Regions from separate parts of the Sus scrofa genome. Here region 1 is linked to region 2. A link is a contact called in public Hi-C data. All regions are on one chromosome and are shown on one strand. Each heading gives the region's core, a stretch centred on a gene start, on an enhancer-like site or on the middle of the called end of the contact. The rest is flanking DNA. Distances are from core to core; before and after follow the strand shown. Region 1 overlaps LOC102164776. Region 2 overlaps LOC106504205 (a long non-coding RNA gene).

The links. A called contact is a pair of places that touch in the nucleus more often than the background predicts.
Region 1: a Hi-C map of liver shows a contact between it and region 2, with 2.8 times the contacts expected there. The contact joins two enhancer-like sites. A contact is called at or near these places in 15 of 47 Hi-C or Micro-C datasets (adipocytes, brain, embryonic fibroblasts and 9 more) and 1 of 2 datasets of contacts at active chromatin or transcription factors (skeletal muscle).

What each region holds. Positions count from the first base shown.
Region 1 is chr9:49,187,806-49,193,049 of Sscrofa11.1, forward strand. All of the region lies in intron 4 of LOC102164776, which reads right to left. Among named protein-coding and RNA genes, the nearest start is that of MIR100, 32 kb to the left of the region's middle. Within about 2 kb of position 2,211, at least 4 of the 83 cell types and tissues checked have an H3K27ac peak or open chromatin away from gene starts, as enhancers often do. A contact at or near this core is called in liver, where this site is marked.
Region 2 is chr9:49,113,086-49,118,767 of Sscrofa11.1, forward strand. It overlaps LOC106504205 (a long non-coding RNA gene), which reads right to left. Exons shown (of 2, transcript XR_002335697.1): 1 at 1-5,682. Among named protein-coding and RNA genes, the nearest start is that of MIR125B-1, 6.4 kb to the left of the region's middle. Within about 2 kb of position 2,271, at least 11 of the 83 cell types and tissues checked have an H3K27ac peak or open chromatin away from gene starts, as enhancers often do. A contact at or near this core is called in liver, where this site is marked.

The DNA.
Region 1 (5,244 bases), core at 961-3,460, 75 kb after region 2:
TCAATTCAGTTCATTTAGAAAAACTCCTCAAATGAAACATTTACTGCATGCTTTTCAGATTGTGTTTGGTTTTGTTTTAGTTTCTGAATAAATATAGACACATATATGTGGGCTTTGTTTTCTTCTGCATCATTTTTGATATTTGATGAGATAATGTTGGTGCTTCCCTCACGGAGAAAACTGAAACAATCAAAAGGGATTTTACAAAGGGTCTCAAAGCTACACTTACGATCCCCAGCGGCATTACCACCCCAAACACGCCTGTTCCTATAAAGGAAAATATCTGATTTCCCTGATGCCAAAACTCCACCTGGATACTAGATGTTGTCACTATTTGCTGACCCAATGAAATTGCTTGTGGGATCTTCCCTATCCTTCCTAAAACATTAATCTGCCTGTCCCTCTTGACTGGATCACGTCCATCAGCAGACAACCCTATTGCTATTTCTCGAACCCCAGACAAACACAAACACCACCACTGCCAACACACGCTTACCGGGACCCCAGTTTTGTCACCTGTTTCCTTCTCATTTCTTTGCTTCCTTTTGCAGAAACTTCGAGAGTTGTCTTTCCTCGCTCTTTCTTCTACTATCATTCTATCTTAAGCTATTCTGATCAGACTTTAACCATCGACCACCCCCCAGATATATTCTTATTAGAGTTACCAATGATCTCTAGTTGTGAAATTCAATAGAAAATTTTCAGTTTTCCTCTTAATCAATCAGCAGCATTTGACACTATTTTCCCCTTCCCATCTGACTCTTGAGGGTTTTAATTTTTTTTTCTTTTTTTTGGTTAAAATCTTTTTTTTTTTTTCTTTTTAGGGCCGCACATGCAGCATATGGAAGTTCCCAGGCTAGGGGATGAATCCAAGCTACAGCTGCCAGCCTACACACAGCCACAGCAATGCAGGACCTGAGCTGATTCTGTGACCTACCCTGCAGTCTGTAGTAACACTGGATCCTTAACCCACTAAAGCCACATTGATGGTACTAGGTGGGGGCCTAAACCTGCTGAGCCACAATGGGAACTCCTGTTTCTGGGTTCTGAAGACACTGCACCCTCCTAGTTTTTCTCCTACTTGGATGGTCACTCCGTCTTGGCCTCTCCTTGACAGTTTCCTCTACTTCTTGACCTCTTAGTGCTGGAAACCCCCAGGGTTGAGTTCAGTTTCTCTTTCTACTTTATCCAAACTTACTCACTTGATCATCTCCTTCAGCCTTACAACTTTCACTATCCATATGCTGATGACACCATCTTTTAGGCTCAGATATATCCAACAGATTCTCATAAGTCCTACCTATGGATGATCAGCAATGACCCTACATCTCCCATCAAGGGTCTAACAGTCATCTCAAACTCGGTATGTCCAATATTCCTCACAAGCTTACTCTTCCTATAGCCTTTCACATCTCAAACGACAGCAATCTCATCTTTGTAGCTTCTCACACCAAAACCTTGAGTCCTTTTTCTTTAGCATTCTTTATCCAATCTATCATGAACTCCTATTGAACTTTACTTTCAAGGTATATGCAGCACTGAACTACTTCTCACCACCTCTACTGATCAACCCATGGTCCAAACTACATCATCACTTGCTTGGGCTACCAGCACAATCTCAAACTAGCCTCTTAACTTCTGTCCTGGCCCTACTCAGTATATTCTAAACACAACATCCAAAGAGGTATTTTTTTTTAGAAAGCCAATATTTTGCCATAACTCCCATTTCACTCAGATTAAAACCATTCTCTTATAGTTCCCATTGTGGCTCAGTGGTTTTGACCCCAGCTACAATCTCTGAGGATGCAGGTTCAATCCCTGGCTTTGCTCAGTGGGTTAAGGATCCAGTGTTGCTATGAACCATGGTGTAGACTGCAGACATGGCTTGAATCCTGTGTTGCTGTGGCTGTGGTGTAGGCTGGCAGCTGCAGCTCCGATTCAACCCCTAGCCTGGGAACTTCCATATGCTGCAGGTGCAGCCCTAAAAAGCAAAAAAGAATAAAACCAATCCCTTCTTTGGTTGACACGGTCAACAAAGAATAAAACCAATCCCTTCTGAGGTTGACACGGTCTTGATCTTGCCTCTATGTGCCTCTCCAATATACTACTCCTCCCCCTTTCACACATTTTGCTGCGGTCCTATTGTCCTCTTTGCTCTTTAAATACACGAGGCATGTTCCTGCCCTTTGGCCTTTGCACAGGCTGTCCTCTCTGCCTGTGACACACCTCCTGATACATGCTTAAAGCCCTATCTGTCTCAGGTCTCTGCTCAAACAGCAGCCTTATTTACAATTGCAAGAACAAACAAAACCCTCCCCTGCAGGCCCCTAAAGTTGTGAACCTCATTACCCTGCTTTATTTTCCTCCTTTCCACAGCATCTACTACAAGGAATATAACATATTGCTTCATGTATTATGTTTACTGTCTCTGCTAGAATGTAGGCTCTGCGAGGGCAGGAATTTGAGTATATCTGGGTCATGTCTTTCCCTAAAGGCCTAGAATAATGCTTGGCATATGAAGTCACTCAATGTGTGTAGAATTATATTAAATTGAATGAAATAGGCTTCCGGGGGAAAAAAATGAATTGATAACTTTGTGCTTATAGGAAATAAGGGCTCAACTTAAAAAGGCCTGATACAGAATTATTGTCTATGATCCAATTATTCCCTAAAGCAAGAGGAGAAGACACTTGAATATGTGGTCCATTTTCTGGGAAAGAGAATATGGAACCAAAAATCACACCCTGGGGAAAAAAATGGAAACATATCTTCTATTGCTTTTAAAGATTCAGTCAGTATACAGAGGACATGAGGAGGAGTTTGGAAAAGGCCACAGTCATGTGTTCTACAAAGTCAAGAAGGCGCTGGAAGTTTAACTTTTTAAAGAACTATCTGGCTTTCTTTCTTTTAATTTTATTGGATTATAGTTGGCTTAACAATGTGTCAATTTTGGGGTTATAGCAAAGTGAATCACTTATACATATATCCATTCTTCCTCAGATTCTTTTCCCATATAGGTTATTGTAAAATATTGTGTAGATTGTCCTGCACTATACAGTAGGTCCTTGTAGATTGTCTGTTTTATACACAGTAGTGTGTATATGTTAATCCCAAACTAATTCATCCTTTCCCCTTTGGTAACTAAGTTTGATTTCAAAAATCTGTGAGTCTGCTTCTGTTTTGTAAATAAGTTCTTTTTTGTATCATCTTTATTAGATTCCATGTGTATGTGATATACATGATATTTGTCTTTATCTGACTGGCTTCACTTAGTATGGTAATCTCTAGGTCCATCCGTGTTGCTATAAATGGCATTATTTCATTCTTCTTTATGACTTTCCTTCCCCCAGTATTCATCATAGCGCTATACAGACACCCTTGAGGTCTGTCTGTGATTTGCGCCATTGATGGCTTAGCTAAGTCTCATTTTATTAAAGTAGTCTCAAAAAAGAGGAGCAGTGTGTATATGCTAATCCCACGGAATATTTATTTTTACTCGCTTTGGCAATCGTAAGGGAGATCAGGTAACAGTGTTCTCAGTGTGTGGTCCTTGGACCCGCAGCTTTAGCAACACCAGGAAACTTGTCATAATTGGGAATTCTTGGGACCCATCCCACCCAAATCTACTTCATTAGAAATGCTGAAGATAGTATTCAGCTGTCCATGATTTAACAAGTCCTCTGGGTGATTCTGATGCCTACTTAGTGGTGGGCATTTTGGCTGAAGAGATATTAAGAAAACGAAATCAGAGAAATCATCAGTATTGTTCATTTTCAAGTTTACAATGTCTTTTTCTAAAACTTTTTTTATGGCTGCATCTGCGGCATATGGAAGTTCCTGGGCTAGGGGTTGAATAGGAGCTGCAGCTGCCGGCCTACGCCATAGCAACGCTGGATACAAGCCGCATCTGTGACCGATGCTGCATCTTGCAGCAACATTAGATCCTTAACACAGTGAGCAAGGCCAGGGATTGAACTGGAAACCTCATGGATACTAGTCAGGTTCTTAACCTACTGAGCCACAATGGGAACTCCACGATTAAAAAAAAAAAAAAAAAAAAGCAACATTAAAATACAGATCATCTTCACTAATAAATGCAATAAACTCCTAAGTCATCCAGGACCCAACACTAACATTTACGAAATACTCTTTCTGGGTATTCTGCCTCAGATTAATGAGAAAGTGGCAGACTACTCACATATTCCAGGAGCCTTATTTAATGATTTCGCAATGCTCGGAGCTGTTGGCTCTTGGCTCTTCCCATTAAGATTTATGAACCCAGATTGCAGCAAACCATTTTTCAAATTATCTTCAAGTTGACAATTCCATTTCAACAATAAAGATGATCACAATAGAATGTGAATTAAGGGGAAAAATAGATATTGAGGGTTGTAGAAATTTGTCAAAAATGACATACTAATTACATACAGTAACCCACAAGTAGGTCACCAAGAGTTCCTTTGCATTGATTATTTGCTTGATACAGGATTATGACACAAAGACCATCAGTTTGTATTTATTTAAAGAAAAGAACTCCACCTGATCTGTGAAGTTCAAAACCAATATTCTGTAAAGCCCAACTTCTTGTAACTTTCATATTCTCATTGGGTGTTTAAGAGTAGCTAAGAACCCGATTTTAGAAAAGATATAACAAATCTAGTAACCTCTCCGAGGGCACATTGTTATGGACAAAGTCAAGATTGAGTCTCAGGTTTCTTGGGTTTTCTTACAGACGCCAATTCAGTATAAGAAATACATGTTAAGCACCTGCTCTGTGACAGACTATGAATTTGGGGATGGGGCTATAAAAATTTCTGACACTGTCCCTGTTTTTAAAGAGCTTGATGCAAGAGACCCTTTTATGCATTTCCCTGATTATTTAACATCCACCTTTAAGTTCTAGGAAAGTCACTGAAACAAATGGTAAAGATGGTCGATCTCAGCGCTACAGAAATCTTGGGAATTCCTGCCATGGCTTATCGGAAACAAACCCAACTAGTATCCATGAGGATGCGGCTCGGATCTGGACAAGCAAGGATTGCATCATGAGGTGTTCAAGTTCCTTGCGCTGACCACACACCATCCAATCAAGGCACCGTGTACATCTTGTTGATGAAGAGTTTCAAAGCGCCTGTCATAGCCTATTAATATTCCATGCCCCAGAACAAAATGTGGAGAAGCTATGTGAAAAACAACGATAAGCTTGCAGAAAGGCAGTGGGACCTGGAGCTCTAGGCTGGAGAA
Region 2 (5,682 bases), core at 1,021-3,520:
TTGGGTTTCCTGTAATACTTTTTTTTTTTTTCTTTTTCTTTTCTGTCATTATTGGGAAGGAGAAAGAGATGGTTGGCAGGGGCCAGAGACTAGGTTAGAATCTTTTTCAAATTTGGCTAATAGGGTGTTTGCACTAGACTGATGGAGAAAAAGAAACATGCTAGAATAATCATAAAGGGTGGAGCTGTCAAAAAAAATCTTTGACTCACTGGGTGCCTCCCTGTAACACCAAAATGAATCATTCCTAACGAGAAACATCAATTGTCTTAGCGTACTCCTACATGAGGTCCAGATTATGGGAATCAGATTGCACTCATCTTCAAGGAGGAAAGGTAGACAGAGAAGGAAATTTCCAGAGACCCTCCTAAACCTTTATATATTGGCAAGAATGGCTCAGCATGATTTTTCACATGCGAAGCTAGTCTGTCCCCATCTGTATGCACTCTGCTTACTAAGACATACAAATATGTAACTTATAAAAGTTTTGCTATGAACACATCATTTTCTCTATACAACTCAGCGATGTCTTTGGAGGATACTTATTTCAAGCAGTTAACACCTGACCCCAATTTCTGTGGGTAATTAGTGAGCTAGATAACCACACAAAGTGGGTAATTATTTAGTACCCAGGGGTACGCTAGAAGTGGGTAGTGGTTTTGTTAACAAAAGCACATCTCTAATTATTGTATCTATGATGGGTGTTTAAAAAATACCAGTTACTATATCAAGTGAGCCGTGATAAATAAGTGAACTATTTTGCTGTCCTTAGCGCAGATATATATATATATATATATATATATATATATATATATATATATGTTCTATCATGGTTAATAATATTTACTGCTCCTGGATAGAGTGTCATGAAGATTAACTAGTTAACATCTGTAAGACATTCAGAGATGAAATATGCTAAGGAGCTTCTAAATGCAGTATTATTATTGTTATTACTTTGTTGACTAATAATCCCAGGGTAGGGGAAGCTGAGGGAGATTTTGATTGGATGGAAAATATGCTGAGATCACAAATGTGATGAGTTTGATTACGGGGAGTGGTCTCTGACCTGACCGAGTCTAACACAGGCAGTGAGAAAAAAGACAGGTAGATGCTGTTGCCCTGACAGCCGCCTCAGGATGGATCAGAGGAGTGGGGTGAGAGGAGGAGGAGCAGAAGGCGGGAGTCGAGATGGGCTGGGAAGGAAGCTGAATCAGCGAGACCACACCCTTGTTCCGAAGTCTGTCTATCCTTGCCTTTGATGAGCAGCAAATAGGCACAAAACTCCCCAACGAAGACGTCCCTGCCAGTCCTGGGACAAATTCATCATAATTACAATCAATCAGCCAGTTATTTAGTGTTTATTCTGGAGAACCACCATCAGTACAATTTATTTTCACAAATGCAGACACAGTTCAAATATGACCATGTGGAGAAGAGGCGCACACAGATCAACTTCAGATATCTTTAACGCAGGCTATGAGAGGCGACGAAGGAGTGCTTTCTAATTCAATTGCTTTTATGACTCACCCCCAGGAGGGGAAGGAGATATATTATAAATTTTTGCTGAGGAAAAAAAGAGAGGGGAAAGAAAAGGAAAAAAAAAAAAAAAAGAAAAAGAAAGACCTATGCTTTCGGGGGTTCTAATTCTGAAGAGCAACCAAGCCTTGAAAACAAACAACAGCAAGAACTTACTGCTGCTTTCTCTGTGAACGTCCACCTCCTTGAGCCTGGTGTCTGGGGTCTGGCTGAGGCAGGACAGACAAGAGACTTCTGGGCTCCAAATCTTCAAGTAGGCTCACCACATTTTTTCTTTCAAAGCAAGGTTGTCTTGGGGATTAACCCCAGGAGTCTGGGAGATGTGAAGCATGGGGGGTGGTGAGGGAAGGTATGCAAAGATGCTGTACTCAGCCCAGTTCATGGTCTCTAGGGCATAGGAAAGGAAAGGGGCGCCGTAAGACAGCCAATAGGTACCACTGCTGAAACCCTTCCTGGAGAATGGCCTCTGAGACAGGTGCTGAAGCTGTGATCGGAGGCCTGTGGTGTGAGGACTGCATGTTCAGAGTTTGGGAGCAGAGGGAAATTTTCTCCAAAAGCCACCCAAGCCAGGCTTCTGACCTGAAGCCCAGTATTTGTCACCCCCTCTCTGAGCTCAGAACGACAAAAGCTGACTGGCATTCTCCAACCCGCCCAGCTCCTTTCAAACCCACAGACTGTGCCAGACTGGCCCCACCTCCCACTGCAGCAAATTCTCTAGGCCTGCTCCATGCTGAGCTGGAGGGAGCCAGATTTCCGCTTGAATTGCCCTACCTGGCCTTCCCCTCTGCCACTGCCCCAGCTCTTGGTTCTTGGCGGGGTTTCAAAGGCCCAATCAATGGCTTTCCCTCCCCCATCATTGTTTTTTAAACACCTCTAGTTCTCTCTGCCCTCAAGTTTTGTGCCTAAAATCTTTTTATGTCCTAGTTTCTCTCTCCTCTGGCCACCACCATGTCCTTTTTGGGGGGCCCTCTCATTGGACATTTTTTTTCCATATCAAAATATAGTCCTATCTCATGTCTTGGATTGAAAATTCAAAAGCTGCCGCTGGTGTCTCCCCCAGTACCACCCTTTTCTATCCACGTTTACACAGCCAGCGATCCTGGTCATCGCAGGGCACTTCCTGAAAACGCACCTAAAAAGAGCTGAAGCCAGGAGTTCCTGTTGTGGCTCAAGTGTTAATGAACCTGACTTGTATCCATGAGGACAAGGGTTTGATGCCTGGCCTTGCTCAGTGGGTTAAGGATCCGACATTGCCATGAGCTGTGGTGTATAGGTCACAGCTCAGATCCCACATTGCTGTGGCTGTGGTGTAGGCTGGCAGCTACAGCTCCAATTAGATCCCTAGCCTGGGAACCTCCATATGCCTCGGGTGTGGCCCTAATACTAATACTGCGGCCCTCAGTATTTTATGGATGCAAAGAATGAGGTTTGGAGTAGCTAGACTTGCCAGGCTCATGAGTGACACAGCTAGGATTTGAATGTAGGTCTGACACCATAAGCCTGGTGTTTTCATCATTCTTTTCTTTCATTGCTTGGCTCAGTGTAAACGATACTTTCTGTAGTGAGTCCTCGCCAACTAGTCAAGTTTCTCCTTCTTTGTATTTTGCATAGCACCCTATACTTTCGCTCAGCATTTATTCCTTTTTTTCACCTAAATTCATTTTATCCAATAAATATTTACTGAGTCCTTGACGATATGTCAGGCCTTATAGTAAGTGGTGTGACTTCCTTAGTGAGAGGATAGAAGATGCTGTGGTACTGGCCCTAATTAAATATTATGCTGTCTCCACCTCCAAACTCTAAGGCGAATGAAGACAAAGGCTTTGTTGTGGTAACTTTTCTATTCCCAGTACCCAGCACAGCGCCTGGCACATGGCAGGAGCTCACCAAGGAGATTTGAAATTAACTTTTACACTAATGTAAGTGGGATCTTGATAGTAACTTTTGGAGAGAGTGGGATTCATGTCAAAATAACCCTTGAAATAATACTCAGTAAAATGCCACATAAAAGTAGCATTTAATAAATGGTCAATTGCAGCCCATTGTCCATGACTATACCGGGTGAAGGTCCCACCTATACTCATGTTTTGTGTTTCTGAAAAATAGCCAATTGGTTTGTTTTGTCCATTCTAAGAGTTCCAAAGGTGTTTCATTTCTGTTTGAAGCCAGAAGAACTCTGAAATCTCACTGCTCTGGGGATTAGGAGGTAACATCAAGTGATTACATATCCAGGGTAACATGGCCATGAACTGTTCTGAGCTATGTGCAGGGAGAGAGGGCTCTTACACTCTAGAGGGTATGGGAAAGTCCAGATCTGAGATAAGCAACCCAGCTCAGATGCCCTCATTTCAGAAAAGGAGGTTGAGAAGCTAGAAGTAGTCCACGACCATTTGACCTAAAGGCTCCAGGGTTTCATAACATCTTCTAATAAAAAGATAATTCCTTCTTTTGCCTCAGGAAAGACTAGTGAAGTAGGTAGAAGTGGTGTCCCAGGTGGGCCAGCTTCTATGCTGGTCCTCATCCGAGGCAAGGGGAATAGGATGGCATGCAATCTGTCCTTTGACATGCATGTCCTGAGCTTAGACACCACCACTGAATTCGGTCCCAAATATGGGATGGTCTTCACTAGGCTGGAGTAATTCCAATTATATCAGCTCAGAACACAGTTTCTAAAGATGCATCCTTCGGGGCTGGTGTACCCCTCATGAGAAAGCCGGATGGTAAGAGTCTGTCTCCTCCAGCCCATAAACTCTAAATGTGCTTTAGACATGAACTAACTTTTCTTGGCAAGAGTCCCTCATCAAGTGACAAAAATACTCCTTGCTGTTCTTCCTAGGAAGACGAGGAAGAGGAAGCTGCGTTACAAGTTTGGTTAGCAATGCCCCTTTCCTAAAGCAATGAGACTTTGACCCACTCGGGAGCAGTGTCTGGTACAGGCAATCTGTAGTTCAAGTGGTCTCAAAAGGAGTATTCTTGCAGATTTTATACCTCAAACCCACACCAGCTCCAAGTATCTCAGGCTGAGGAATGTCAAGCCAACTACTTAGATTTTGGCCTCATGAAAAATTTTTTTTTTCTTTTTTGCTTTCCTTTGGCCTTTTAGGGGAAATCAATGGCAAGATAATCTTTCAGTACATATATTTAATAATATGTTTTGATATGAATATGTAAAATAATTCTGCTCCCTTCTTTATGCCTCATCAGGTGAATTTCAGAAGACTTTTTCTGGCTTCTAGCTTAACTCCCTAGAAGGGCTGTAGTTTAGCTGATGGACTCATATGGTTTGTGAAATTCTCTGAAAGGTAATCTACCATCCAGTGCCTTGAAGCCTGACTCAACCAATCTTTAGGAAGTACAATTCAGCAGCCTTTCCGACCTAGGAAGGTAAAAGAGAAAATCTTTCATTCCTGTTTAATAGTGGGTAAAATAAGAGACAGAGAGAGAAAACACCAAGGTCCTTCTAAAAGCTGAGATCCCCATTACCTGTGCACTAAGAGAAATGAACCCCACATTATAAAGATCGTTACTCCTGGATGATGTGTATCATCTAAAAGCAAAGTTCTGTTTTGGTCTAGATTCCCTACTATTCAGTCACCAGGTTTAGGCTAGCAAGCAGAGGCATATTTCCATCCCAGGGACTTTGGGAGATTGAGATTGCTGGGCTGAGTGTAGGTGACCAAGGATATTGGCTAGGAACTAGGTCTCGAGTTTGCCTGTCTTTCAGAGTAACTACTGCAAAGCCTGGAGGCCGTAAGAGAAAGGAGAGAGAGAGGGGAAGGGGAAGGCTTTGGAAGCCAAGCGTGTTCTTATCTCACGACATCATAGTGCCTAGAAGCACCTTTGCTGACCAAAGTCATGCTCTTTAGAAGATGGGGCCCCTTTCATCATGTTCTCCACCCCTGGATCTCTGAGTACTTTCCAGTATGCTATACTGTACTATACAGTTCTTTCTCCCATTAAAGGCGAGAGGTAGCCAGGGCCATGACCCATCATCAAGAAGAGATGGGATTATAATTCTGACCCGTCCGGGTTTCCAGTCAAATTCCTATACTGTCTCTTGCCTTTCCATTAATGGACATAAAGATAAGACACCCTCCTTCTTCACTTTCCGATGTTGCTGCCGATCTTTTAAAGCTATTTTATGTTCTA